2 separate regions of the Bos taurus genome follow, and region 2 is linked to region 1. The links are chromatin contacts, called in public Hi-C maps. All regions are on one chromosome and are shown on one strand. The core of a region is the stretch at or near the end of the contact, and the rest is flanking DNA. Distances in the headings are between cores, read along the strand shown.

Region 1 (7,000 bases), core at 2,503-5,002:
AATTGACCTTGGGGCAGATCCAATTGCAAAGTGGCATTCTGCTACGGGAATGAAAGCTCCCCCAGCCTTGCCTTACGTGTCCCCTGAGCCCCTTCTCACGTTCCCACCTCCTCCAGGAAGGCTTCTCTGAACATTTCTGCTCTGGCCTCCCCAGGTGTCCAGGTTCTCGCAGTTTCCCCCTCGGTGGCTGGCACAGTGCTGGTGTGTTTTATGCTCCAAAACTGTTGATTAACGCTGATGAAGTTGCCTGCTTAGCATCATGGAGGCTGTCGTTCCTAACCTCCCGCTGGATCCCCCCTCGGCCTTCTCCGCTGTGCTCTGTACCTCTGACTTTCAGGGAGGTTCGGTCAGTGGACGCACCGGAGTGAGTTGAGAGGGCAGCATGTCCGTCCTCTTGGTTGCTCAGAGGTCAGCAGGCCATCTTGCTCCACTGAGGGCCTCCTCCGGTGGGGCGTCTCCTGCAGCTCCTTCCTGGTCTCCGTGGTTCTCCTAGCTGTGAGGCTATGGCGTGTGTGCTTCGCTGTCCCTCAATAGTTTTATATAAACATGTCCACATTTTGCAAGTGGCCTCTTCCTCAGACTCTCCCCAGCTCCTCTGTTTTGAGTGGGGATTGAACCCAGCATCCCTGGGAACCTTTATCACCCTCATGTCTAGCTGGGTACCTGTCAGTGTTCTTTAGATGCCCACTCTTCATCGGTGCCTGCAGTTGGCCCAGTGTTTTTCTGGACCAGTGAGATTCATTAACTTGGAGTATTTTGGGGTGGAGTTCAGGGGTTCCAATCTCCCTGGTGAACAATCAACCATCTAGTTGGGAATAACCTCCAGAGTTGTTGAGTGTTCCCACCCGGAGCCATCCATCAGCCTGCTCAGGCTGTTTCCTTGGCCTCCCCACCCTGCAGAGAGCAAGTTCTGTCTCCTCGTGACCCCCAGGCTGCTATCCAGCCCCCACTGCAGTGAGGCTGCACGCTTCCAGCCATGCCACCCAAGGTGTTTTGTCTCCCCAGTAGGATCTGAGCAAAGGAGTCTCTTGGCTCAAGGTTCCCCCAATGTCTCAGGGAGCTCAGATCCGAACAAAGAGGTCCTGAGCTTGCAGAATCATCTCACCTAGTTCAGTGAAAAGATCGGTTCCAGAGTTACCCTCTTCTCCTGGGAGCCTTGTGTGCTGCCCTAGTTTGCCTGGAAGGCCCTGAGAGCTGCATCTGAAACATGCAGCCTGGGGGGAAACTGAGGCCTGGGGAGATGCAGCCGTGGGTCTGGGAGGGCGGGAGAAGATGCTGAGACTGAGCTGCTGAGCTGGGAGGGTGGAGGTGGGGGAGGAACGCACGCACAGGGCCAAGGCCACAAGGAAAAGATACACGGTGGGTGGTGGGTGGGTGCAGGGGTGCACACACGCTGCGGGAGGGGCAAACAACGGTCTGGCCCTTGGCTTCATCAGGGATCTGGGGTCAAGCTCTTCCCCCTTCAGTCCTCACCAGACCTATCACCCCGACTCGGTGCCAGGACGCAGGACTGATGGATTTGCCTGGGGTCGGGTCCCACCGGCTGGCTCTGTCTGTGGCCTGAGTTGCCCCATCCTCCTTCCCCTCCCTGGCCTCCAGGACCCACGAAGAGGAGCTGGCACCCTTGCCCCCACACAGCTCCCCACACCAGCGGAGACACTGGAGCGGGCAGATGACCGAGCTCTTTTTAACCAGCCTCGGCTCATGTGACTGGCTTTCCTCCAGGCAGACAGACGCAGGCCAGCCCTCAGGCCGGGCCCACAGTCTGCTGATTTCCTGCTGGGTTGTCCTCAGGCAGAGTTGGCAGGGTGGGGCTTTGTCATCGTATTTAAGCCTCAGCTGGTGCCACTGAATTGCCCGGCCTCAGCCTTTGCCCCTTTCCCAACCCTGCTGATAAAAATACCGCCCCCCCAACTTTGGCACCTTTGGGGAGCTGGATGGGGGCCAGGGGAAGGAGGGTTGCTGGGAGCGCAGTGTAAACACTGCCTGGAGGTGGGTGTTGAATGGACACGGTTGTTTGCTAGTAGCCGTGCAGAGTCTGGCTCCAAACCCTGGCTCTGCTACTAACCGAAGGGACAGGGTATGGATTTGCTCTCTCCAGTCTGGGGCTCAGTCTCCCCCATTTTCAGGTGGGAAGAGCCTCGCTGAGGCAGGAGGCACTATAGACAAGGGGCGGTCAAGGGCAGAATGGTCAGAGCTGGTGATGGACGCGGAGTCACCACAAAAATCCTCCGCGGACTTCTCCCCCTCACCTTTCGTCCTGCGAGCAGGTGCTGGGAGGGACTCCTAGGCACTTAGTGTGTCTGCTGTCCCATGCATCCCTCTGTATGCCAGTTCTTCACCCCAGTTTAACTTTCCAGAGAATTTGAGAGCGAGGATAAAGGCTCATTTCTGTGTGAGCCGCCCAGCGCAGTGCCTGGCACATTCCTTTACTGAAAGAAGGGAGGCAGGCAGAGAAAGTGGGAGGTCGGGCCTGGTGCCCGCTGGGGGAGCCCCTGGGAGCAAAAGAGGGCACCCCAGGAGCCTCGGGGCTCCAGGGGCCCTGGTGTCCAGCCCGGCTTTTGACTTTACAGACTGCAGCTCTGTGGTCAGGAGCTCTCAGCCCCACCCACGCTTTCCCCGGCTAAAGTTGCACCTCCCTCCTCTGGATACAGTAGAACTTAAGACTGGGAATCCATCAAGGGCAGAGGGATCACTCTCTTTCTGAAAGGCAGCTGCTGGGTTAAGGTAACAGGGGCGGCAGGGTTGACACAGCAGCTGGGAAACAGCTGTCCCTGCAGGAAGACGCACCGCGGAAGCCCTGGTGCCTTATTTTAGCAAGGTCGAGGGGAAGCATCTGCGGTCTCCCAGAGAGGTCTGGAGCCACTCTGCCTGGAAATCTGCCTGAGGTTTTAAAGCAGAGAGTGACTCTGGGTTCCAAGGAGAGAAAAGGGACTCCTGGGTGAAGAGGGTTTGCTAAGGGGCACGGGGACCATGTGGGACCGCCGATCGGAAACTGCAGGAAAGGATCTCAGGGTTGAAGTCCCTGACTCCATCCCACCATTCACTTCGGTCTTAGGCTCAGACAGGGTTTGATGATGGGACAGGAATAAACAATGTTGATTTAGCAACCGGAGAAAACGGCAGTGCAAGCTGGCTCACAAGCCAGTTTGTTGTCGAGGGAAATCAAGGCGAGAGAGGGAAGAGATGAGCCTGCCGTTTCCTTCTTCTGTGGGGTAGCTTCAGATGGTTGAGGAGGGGATGGCAAGAGTCACACCCCCACCTGAAATCATGCTGGAGAATCCCCAAGGGCGACCCCATCTCAAGTCAGAAACGGAGGGAAGTGAGAGCCACGTGGCAACTGGATAGCTTGTCGCTACACCTTTCATCTCTACCGTATTTTCTGCTCTGCTTTCAGCTCAGAAAAGGCTCCAACACCCCACAGACTCAGAGCATTCTCTTCTGAAACTCTCTCCCCTTCCCGGCCCATTCACTTGAAGATTTGAAACCAGAACGGAGTGTAGATAACTTGACGTTCCCTCTAACCCCACTGTCTGGCTTTCTAAAATTCTGAACAAATGGTCTGTGGTCCTGCCAGTGCGTTTCATTCCTGACAAATGCCACTGGAGTGTTTTTCTTTTTTGTCCACACATAGCAGTTGCTCAAGAAGTCACTGTCAAAAGAACAAATGCACCAAACAAGGCCTGTACAGAGGGCTCCAGGAGGGCAGAGGTGAATTTGGTTCAGGCCAGGGCTCCACCCAGGGCAGGATGAAGAATTCTCTCCACTGGTTCCCACTGGGTGCCGTCAGGAGTGAGGCGGGGCTGGGCAGCCTCTTAAACTGTGGGTGTGCTGGGCCCGGGCACGCTCCAGGAAGGGCAGGATCGGCCCTTGGCACTGCAGTCACTTCCCGTTTCTGCCTCCAGACTGGAACACCTTCCTGGATGTTGAGGCAACAGGCCGTACACCTTGAGCTCTTATAGTCACTTCACTGCCTTTTCCAAGTTCAGATAGCTTTTGCCTTAAATGGAACCAAAAAACCATGGGCATGTCCTGGCTTGGGGTACACTGTGTCAAAGTCAAACCGCTATGGTGAAGGCTGGTATCCTTTTAACTCCCCGCTGGCCTGCAGTTTCTCCAGATGAAGTTAGTTTTTCTAACATGCAGCTGCTTCAAGTGAGTATGGGAAGGTCCTTTTCTAGCTGCAGGCCAGGGCAAGAAGGGGGAACTCAAGAACTCGGGGAAAATTCAAGAGTGACCGGAGGCAGTTCTTCCGCGTCTGCTTAGCTCCTGTTGCTGAGGCAGTAGGGGCCCAGGGCCAGCCAGAAGCAGGTGGCAGCTAAGGTGCCTGAGGGCCCCTAAGAACATTCTTTCCTTTTCCATTTGCTCTGTTTCCAGGAGTGCTACATTACCTGTAGACAAAAACACCAAAACTTCCCAAATAAGCTGCATTCCTTAAGCTGCTTGCCAGACTTCACCCTTAGGCTGAGCGTGGGCCCCAGGAAGGTACATGTGGTAACTCCTGACAAGAGAGCTGCTAGTTAGGGCTCCCTGAAGACGGGCATCCCCAAGCCCACACCAGCTTCCCCAGCTCCCTCTCTACAACAGTGCCAGAGTTCCTGGAGGGCGCTCTGGAGAACTCAAAGGATGGCACAGGCTGCCTCTCTACTCCACTGCTTTTCTCATCTCAGTGTTTTCTTTTTCGAGCATTTTCTTTCTCCATCATTATCACCAAGTTAAGAGAGGCTGTACCTGCAGCCCTAAGAATTCAGTGACTGATACTTACGCATTATACTGGGAACACTTCAGAGTATAGCATTCATGGCCTCCTGGGAAAGTTGACAGCCTTAGTTTTGAAACCATCATTAGATGCTGAAAAATTCTCAAAGCAATTTTTTTTTTTTTAAAAAACAAACACCCTAAGGAAAAAACAAAAAAAACACTGACTCATCCATGCCAAACTACTCTTTCCAGAGGAAGCGAGTCAGCAGTTTCAAGCGAACAGTGATCAAATCCCATGATACCAAATGATTCAAACCTGAATGTTAGATGTTAGACACTGACATCCTGAGCTGAAATAGCCACAGGTCACCATCTAGCCTGATTTAGGGGAGCCCTTTCTTTTTAATTTATTTGTGTGGTAGCAAAAGTAAGAATCTTCTGAGTCAACAGGCAGGCAGACTTCTCCTGTTATAGAAAAAATTATGAGAGCCTGGGCTTGACTTAGTGGTTGGTGAGCTATATTAAGAATCATATCCTTTCTTTCAAAGTCTAGACGATATATTTGTAGCTCTGGCTTATCTCAGGGAAAATGGCTCTCAGCAACCAGAGCTTTTAGTCCTTACATGGATGGGTTTGCTTAAAAACTTATCTCACTGAAATAGTAGGCGTAATTTGACTCACTTGAAAGGATTACCCCTAATCACATTCTGGTTGAAGGTCAGGTTTGGAAGCAAATTCTTCTAAAATCTTGGGCTTCAGGAAGCATAGGCTGAAGATGAAGTGGGGCACACTGAAGAGATTAGAAATGTTGCACACCGAGTGGCTGACCCCTGGCAGGGGACAGCGCGTCCGTGACTCGCCAATCCCGGGCCTCGCCGCTCCGTGTCCGGAGGGCTCCAGGTTGCTCCTGTTGTGGGGGACTGCAATTGCTCTGTGCACAGTAAGCTATAGAGTTCTACAGCGAGACTGAAGAAACGCAGGAAAACGTGTTCTGGGATAAGTACTTATCCTTCATTCTCAAAGGAGAAAAAAGCATTCAGATGCAGTCTGGAACAATCACTGTCACCCTGCCAACTTCCGTGTTGGTGACGCTGAATAACAGATGCAAGAGGAATCATTAAAAATAAATGAGAAAGAATTTTCCATGATTCACTAAAGCAGTAGGCGTAGTCTTGATAGTCAGGAAAGCTTAGAACCATGTATCACCTGCTACCTAAAATTTAGCATTTAACTTTACTTACACCTAGTCAGGAATTAAAACACAAAGTTTCAACATGACCAGCTTCTATAGATTCAGTTTCACAGTTAAATTTTTGTTGAATCCTTTGTTCAGTTTTTTGATCATGTAATAAACCCCATTCTTAACAAATTTAATGTCATGAAAACTAAAATATAATGACATTAGTTAGCTAACCTGTCTGTCCCACCTCCCCTTGAAACACCTAGGAATAACTGAAAGACACGTGCACCCCAGTGTTCACTGCAGCACTGTTTACAATAGCCAGGACATGGAAGCAACCTAGATGTCCAGAGGCAGACGAACGGATAAGGAAGCTGTGGTACGTGTACACAGTGGAATATCACTCAGCTATAAAAAGGAACGCATTAGAGTCAGTTTTGATGAAGTGGATGAACCTGCAGTCTATTATACAGAGTGAAGTAAGTCAGAAAGAGAGACAAACACTGTATATTAATGCACATATGTGGAATTCAGAAAGATGGCACCAACGACCCTCCATGCAGGGCAGCAAAGGAGGCACAGATGTAAAGAACAGGCGTTTGGACTCAGTGGGAGAAGGCGAGGGGGGTGATCTGAGGGAGGAGCACTGAAACGTGTACATTACTGTACGTCAAACAGATGACGAGTCCAAGTTCAGGGCATGAAGCAGGGCACCCAAAGCCAGTGCTCTGAAACAACCCATGGGGATGAGGTGGGGGCTCAGGATGAGTGGGACACATGTATACCTGTGGCTGATTAAAACTGATGAATGGCGAAAACCATCACAGTATCATAATTATCCCCTAAGTAAAAAAAAAAACAACTCAAAAACACCTCGGGATAAAGCATGCTAGTATGGTCATAATCAATCTCCTCTAGGAAAGGAGATCCAGGCTAGACTCTCTCTTCTTTCATGGAGCCCTTGTGGGACAGAAGCAGAATCTTTGTATCATAGTTAGGTTATGGTTACATTTTCTTTTTCGTTATCATCAAATGTCAAATATTGGATCAGAAAAAGGTGGCCTCACATAACTCTTCTCTAATTATCCTCTCTCAAAAAGAAGGGGTCAGAGGTTTACT
Region 2 (7,000 bases), core at 2,123-4,622, 51 kb before region 1:
CTTTCTTGTAAATCCAGACAGGCTCTGCTTAGTAGAGTGTGTGTGTGTGTGTGTGTGTGTGTGTGTATCAAACTTGCAGGTGACTCACATATTGGGGGCGTGTGTAGGTAACAGATTTTTTTAAAGATCACAGTAAGTAAAAATACAGGCCAAAGCAACTCCCTAAAAATATCATATGTTGGGGCTCAAAAAACATCTACTAAAATAATAGCACGTGATGAGAGAGACCTTTCTGAAGTCAGATCCACACAACTCGATGAGTAAGAGCTCGTCGGACTCAGTCATGTCCGACTCTTTGCAACCCCATGGACTGTAGCCTGCCAGGCTCCTCTGTCTACGGGATTTTCCAGGCAAGAATACTGGAGTGGGTTGACATGGCCTCCTCCAGGGGATCTTAGGGACCCAGGGATTGTACCTGCATCTCTTGTGTCTCCTGAACTGGCAGGTGGATTCTTTACCACTAGGGCCACCTGGGAAGTAACGTGGAACCATGCAAATGACCACACAAAATAGTCTTAATCATCAATGGGGAAAGCTGATTGTTCCATGACCTTTAGGAATTTTTATCAAAACATTAAAAACTCTTTTACTGTCAGTTATAAATGAATAAAGAAGTAAGAAACTAGTATAAAACTAATATTGATTTAGCACACTGTAACTAAAAAACAGAGACACTGAGAATGAGTGTTTTGTTTCTTTGTAAAAACTCATGCAGAGCAGGCTGGCAGGGCTTGCCTTCTCAAGGTTTAACACACAAGACACAGCAAACATCTTTTCCACGCCTTTATAAGTTGCCACACTCTTTGTAAATCTGAATCAGTTTCCAACCTTTTATCCTTTGGGCTTTTAATGTTGCAAAACACCTTCGCGAGTCCCTTCCATGTGAAACTTTTTCCCAGTGTCACTTCCTCTGGCACTTCTTTGTCCTCTGCGTCACAACTGCTGGGTCAGGGAATTTGCCTTCACTTGATTCTTCTGGCCGCATTCGCAGTCTCAAACAGCGGCAATGTCGACATTTCTGCAGTCAGCTGTAATTCCACTCATGCTCAGTCATGGAATTTCACTTTCAGCATTACCATTTTTCATTTCTTTGCTGAAATGTCATCAATGTTGGGCAATTTCCTCTTTTGATTATCCATTTTTGTAAAACATCACATGAGTTTATTGCTAGGAGACAAGGAAGCAACACAACAGCCGCACACTTGCCGTGTGAGCTCAACAACACACAGGCAGTGACCTCCACCAACAGACGCAAAGAAGGGCCGCGACTGGTCACTGAGCCTAACCTGTCACTGGTCACATCTGTTAGGTACACAGGGATCTGTGAACTGAAGAGCTAGTTGCAAAGTTTGTACTCTGTACAATTACTCAGTTCACATGTCATAACAACTCGAACTGGAACTATGCTGTTTTGGGACTGGTGCTATTTAACGAAGCTGTAGTCCATGAAATTCATGTATACTGTAACAGTGAAAAGCAAGGACTGCGGGCACAAGGAATGAACACAGAGGGAAGTATACACATGAACAGTGACAGTGGTCACCTTTCAGGAAGAGCTCCATTATTTAAATTGCTTTCAATTACTAAGTTCCACACTGTGGGAATGGTTCTCAGCCTGACATGATTTTCCCCATGAGACATTTGAAAACGTCTGGAGACATTTCTCATTGTTGCAACTTGGAGCAGCACAGAGATAGCTGCATCTGGGATCTGGTAGGTAGAGGACCAGGATGCTAATTCCTAAGAAGCATTGGACAATTTCCACAACAGGATTATCTGATCCAAAAAGTCAATAGTACCCAAGCTGACAAATGCTGTTTTAAACCAAACAGTTTTTATTAAGTTTGTTTTAACAGCACCTTTCTCATACAGTGGTGGCAAAGATAAACTGAGAAGACGGCAAGCAGAAGGTACACAAGATGCTGTTAATATCAGAGGTTCTAAACGACTCGAGCTGCAGGAGTACCTTAATATCACCTTAGATTTGTGGTATTTGTTTTACAAATACCTGACCCACTGCCATGATGTGGTCATGATGCAGCTGCCAAGAAGTGAGCATCACCTTCAGCTCCCTGGCAGATCAAGGTCCTAGATCAAGACAGGCGTCCAGACCCAGTCACACTCGGCACCTCTCACATCACACGAATCCACTGTCACGTCTACGCAAAAGGAAACTATTAAACTTCCAAAAAGTAATGACCAGGACATAAAAGGTCTGATAAGAAAGTCACAGGACAAGTGGATCGATGGACTGGGACCGTTATTCTGAGCAGTTGAGAGACTGGATGTGATAACACTCCCCAAATTCTGTAGGGCTGTCACAGAGAAGAGGGCTACGTGACTCCCATGGCAGAAATTACAAGGAGCTGTCCTCCAACAGTAGGGGCTTGGAAGGTACTAACCTCCTTACCCCTGGAAACACTCAGGCAGAGGCTCTCGGGGGGAATCCTACACCGAGTGAAAGAATCATCTAGATGAGCAATAAGGTGTTTTCTAATACTCACAATCTTGACAACAGAACACCGGCGTTATTTCGAGAAGGAGAAGTAACTGCCTCCTGTGACCCAGCACCCCCACTCCTAGGCAGTGACCTAAGAAAAATGGAAACACTGTGTCCACGAAAAGACTCCTGCAAGAATATTCATAGGAGCTTTACCCATCAGAGCCAAAACCTGGAAATGCGCTAAAGGAGAAGAGATAAGCAAACTGTATCACATCCATACAATGGAAAACTGCACCGTATAAAAAGGAATGAGCTACCAATACAGGTAACCAGGTGCATGAACTTTACATAAGAAAGGTCATCATGATTAATTTCCTTTTACATGACATTCTGGAATAGGCAAAACAAATCCCTAGTGCAAAAAACACACCAGAATTGTGATGGCCTGGGAAGGAGCATGAGGGAAATTTCAGGGTAATAAAAATTTTTGTTCTCTATCTTGACAGAGGTTTGGATTGCATGGATGAAAGTCACCAAATGATACACTTAAAACCTGAGCATTTCACTGCTATATAAATTTTACCACAAAATAATTAATTAGATGCACGAACAAATACTGAACTCCAGTGCTTATACATGCTAAAATGTTTAAGGGCAAAGGGTACTAATGTCTGCCACTTCCTATAAAATGCATTCTCAAAGTAAGACAGGCTGATAAATGAGTAGAGAGACAGAGAGATGAAGAAAAGACAGGAGAAAGCAAGTAGAGTCAAATGTTAAGGGTAGAATCTAGGTCATTGGGTACATGGGCGTTCACTGAACAGTTCTCTCAAGTTCACTGCCTGTTAGTGCTTCCTAATGGATTGAGGGGGGAAGGAGTGACAGCCAGTAAGGGGCACAGGGGAAAGAGGAGTGGCCAGGAGGTCATGGCAGGACAGCAGCAAGGGGAAGGACAGGGACTGCTCCAGTCAACACAGGGGCCTCTCAAGGCAGAACTGCAAAAGGCCCAGCCAACCTGGGGGCAGGAAATCTTGGCCAAGATGGAGCATACGTAAGCGTGCTCAGACCTCCGCTGGCGTAAGTTCTTGTTCCCAAGGGACCGGCTCCATCACTCTCTGGCCCTAGCCCTGCCCCTCTCTGGCTGTGGTCCTTTCCCCTGGACAGTCAGCTATTCACCACATCTGTGCCAACCATGTTTCCAGACAGGAGCCGAGGAATGCAGAGATGCAGCTGCAGCGAGCTCCAGCCAGTTTCCTCCAGCAAGGGGATGGCTATCAAATCAGTATGTCCGCAAAAGAGGGACTGGTGCAGCTAACTAGCTCTGTCTGCATGTGAGTTATCCACAGCCAACACTGAACCAATACAGGAACCACTGTACCCTGCCCCACAGCACCCGGCAGGTTTCTGGGACACAGAATAGTATGGAAATTCAAGAGAATTAAGAAGATAGATTGGCTGGAGCAAAAAAAAAAAAAAAAAAATCACTGATACTTTGAGAAGTCGAATTTCAATAATCTGAAAATTATCTACTTGACTATCCCTACTGCCCTGCCTGCAATAGCACAGACCATGTAAACCTTTTTCTGTGGTACGTTTTACCTACTGTGGCTCTCCACCCCAAGGACACACGTCCTGGAGCTGGCCTAGAGAAAGGAGACTGGGAAGCTCAGTGGCCTGGTCCTTGGCCCAGCTCTGCAGTCCCCTTGCTAAGAACCTGAACTCAAGGCACCTGTGCTCAGCCTCCTCCTCTCTAGGATAAGCCTAGACTACCTGAGGTCAAGGTTTCTTCTGATGCTAAATCCTTTAACATGACTCTCTCTTCTGGGTTAGGAAATACAACCCGAAAACGTGTTTAATTTTTATATATTCCATAGCCCTTTAAAGTCATAAACCAAAAAATAAATAAATAAAATAAAGTCATAAACCATGTACAGCCCACATGATCTTCATTTCAAATGCATGGCAACTCGGGTGCAGAGAGCTGAGCACAGCCGGCTGCTGACCAAGTGAGGGCTACGACCAAGGCCCCGAGGAGACCACTCACATTCCCAGAGAAGTACAGGAGAGCCCAGGAACCTCTCAGGACTTTCAGTCCCCATAACCAGTCCCTTCTTTCCCTGCCTGATCCATCTGGTTTCCCTGGAAACCAGAGAAGCTAGAGCTTCTGGCCTCAGATCTTCAAGGGGAGGAGTATAAGTTCCATGCTTCTCAAACCGAGGTTACTTCACAAACCAAAAAACAACTTTGGGCAGGACTTCCTTCCTGCCATTCTCCTGGGGGAGGGCATGAGGGCAGGCGGCTTAGAGGTCAAGACTCTCCTGGAGGTGGAGTGCCTGCGGGTGGGGAAATCCCACTCCTCTCTTGGAATAACTGGCCGGTACCTAGGGGAAATCTGGAATCCTCATCAGGCCGGTCAACAGGACACCCTGTCGAGGTCCAGATGTACCCCAGCTGCAAAGAGGGCCGTGCAGGAGACACAGACCCAACAAGGCCTGTGGGAAAGATGACACAGGGGCTCGAGGCCACTCGTCCCCAACCCCTGCCTACTTCACCAGGCCAGAATCAGGGCAAGACCAGACAGGGGATGACGGGGCAGGGACGACAGGGCAGAGGACGGCGGGGCAGGGGACAGCAGGGGAGGGGACGGCGGGAGAGGGGAAGGGGAATCAGAGAGAGAGACGACAGAGTGGGGCTCAGACCCCGCCCTGCCTTCTAGCCTTGAGGGGTCAGCAGGGCAACAGCTCTGTCCCTCAGTGCCAAGACCTGGAAAGAACACAGATGAAGGTTCTTCTAAATAAGGAAAGCTCCACCCTGGGGTCAGAAAGAATTTCCATAATGACCAATTTGCCTACAAGTGGCCTGAGAGCATTCCCAGCAGTGGCGGTGATGCATTCCAGCTGAAGAGGGGCGGAGGGAGGAGCCGCCCCTTCTTCTCCCCACCGCCCAGCTCTCATGCTGCCGTTACCAAGGCCCATCTCGAGTAAGCTCAGAGCTTTCTGGCAAGGGTTCCCTCCCTGGGGGCCACCAGTCCTGGGGGCTCAGAGTTACTGGTCCCTCTGGGGACACTGGAGCCTGGGAGTCTGCACAGCCATGGCTGGCGGCAGAGCTAATACTCCCGGCTTCCTGGGGCTGGTGGGGTAGCTGCCCTTCCCCTCCTCGGCTCACACAGCCTGGGGCTGGGCTGCCCCTCCCCACCCGAGCGATGCCCGAGGCTGCCTGCGGTGTAAAGGCAGGGAGATGCCAGGGAGACAGGGACAGGCACCCTTGTTCCTGAGGACACACTACATCCCTTCCTTCTGGGGACGTCAAAAGAGGAGACATAAAAATACAAATACACGCACACACAGGGAGGAAGTCCGGGGCCTGGCTCCATGACACAGAGCTACCTACATTGGCAGTGCACAATCTCCAGAAGTGTTAACGACTCCCACCAACACTCCCTTTGTCCCTCAGCTGCTGACTTCCTTGTAAACAACCATGACCCCCTAGCAAGCTGCCCTGGGAGGGCACCGAGGCCTGCAGCAGGCTCAGGTGTGAAGTGAGGCTCTTCTGCGAGTGAAGAGCCCAGCAGAGCCACCAAACCCTTCCTCAGGAGCCGCCGTCAAGGGGACCAACCTTCACATCCACCTCCGGTCACCGATGGCCTGCAAACAACTCTAGCCTGAATTTTAAAATTCCACAGACTTTACTAAGTCCACTTTCAAATTCTGAATCCTTAAACTGAAGCCAAAAAGCCTTCATCTCGGTTCCCCCAGGTGATGGAGGTTCCCTAGTGCCTTTCCGCCCTGGCCGGTGGGGAGGGGAGAAAAGACACAGTTCATCTGCCTCTTCCACGGCCACCTCAAGGTGCAGAGACCCCCATCAGACCAGGAGGCCACGCAGAGGCAAGGGAGTGAACTCTTGCGCCCCTGCACTTCCAGACCTGGCAAGCAGCCGCCTCTGAATCACGAGGCCCTTTCTCCAAGGGCAAGGAGCTCTCAGTAGCCTGGGGCTCAAGCGGGGGTGACCGCCCACTGCTTGCTCCCCCCCACACCCCCCCCTCATGCTGCACACTGCCGCTTCCCAGGCATGACAGATGTAACTGCTATTCAGTGTGTTCAAGACAGGACAAAAGCCTTCTCCAGAAGCACAAAGCCAGCAGGAATGCAGACAGGCCAACGTCAATGGAAGCCACCTGCCAGGGGGCCCTTCTCGGCCACACCCCCGGCGTGCACACACACAAATTTTTAAGCCTCTCAAACCTGTGTTAACACACAGTCAGGTGAATTTTTCTCTGAATCACCAGACAGTTCTCCCAGAGCAGGGAGACTTCACCACCATTTCTCAAACAGTATTCTGCAGGATATTAATAAGTGACAGGTATCAAGAAAAAGGGGCCCGACATATGTCAGAAGCACCACCACCACAAGGCCAAACAGATTCTTCTACTAAAGGACTTCTCAGCGCCTTTAGAATGTTAATGTGTGCTGAAGAATGTTTCCCAGATTCATTTGATCACAGGGTGTCTGTCCCAGGACTGATGTTCCACCAACACAATCCAAGGCTGTCTGGTGTTTG

What was found. Hi-C and Micro-C count contacts between places; a contact is called where the count stands out from the background.
Region 2: a Hi-C map of liver shows a contact between it and region 1, with 2.9 times the contacts expected there. The contact joins two enhancer-like sites. A contact is called at or near these places in 2 of 11 Hi-C or Micro-C datasets (liver and skeletal muscle).

The regions. Positions count from the first base shown.
Region 1 is chr16:4,436,418-4,443,417 of ARS-UCD2.0, reverse strand. No RefSeq gene overlaps it. Among named protein-coding and RNA genes, the nearest start is that of DYRK3, 16 kb to the right of the region's middle. Within about 2 kb of position 3,752, at least 25 of the 102 cell types and tissues checked have an H3K27ac peak or open chromatin away from gene starts, as enhancers often do. A contact at or near this core is called in liver, where this site is marked.
Region 2 is chr16:4,487,108-4,494,107 of ARS-UCD2.0, reverse strand. The region is part of intron 1 of MAPKAPK2 (MAPK activated protein kinase 2); the gene reads right to left. Among named protein-coding and RNA genes, the nearest start is that of MAPKAPK2, 22 kb to the right of the region's middle. Within about 2 kb of position 3,372, at least 40 of the 102 cell types and tissues checked have an H3K27ac peak or open chromatin away from gene starts, as enhancers often do. A contact at or near this core is called in liver, where this site is marked.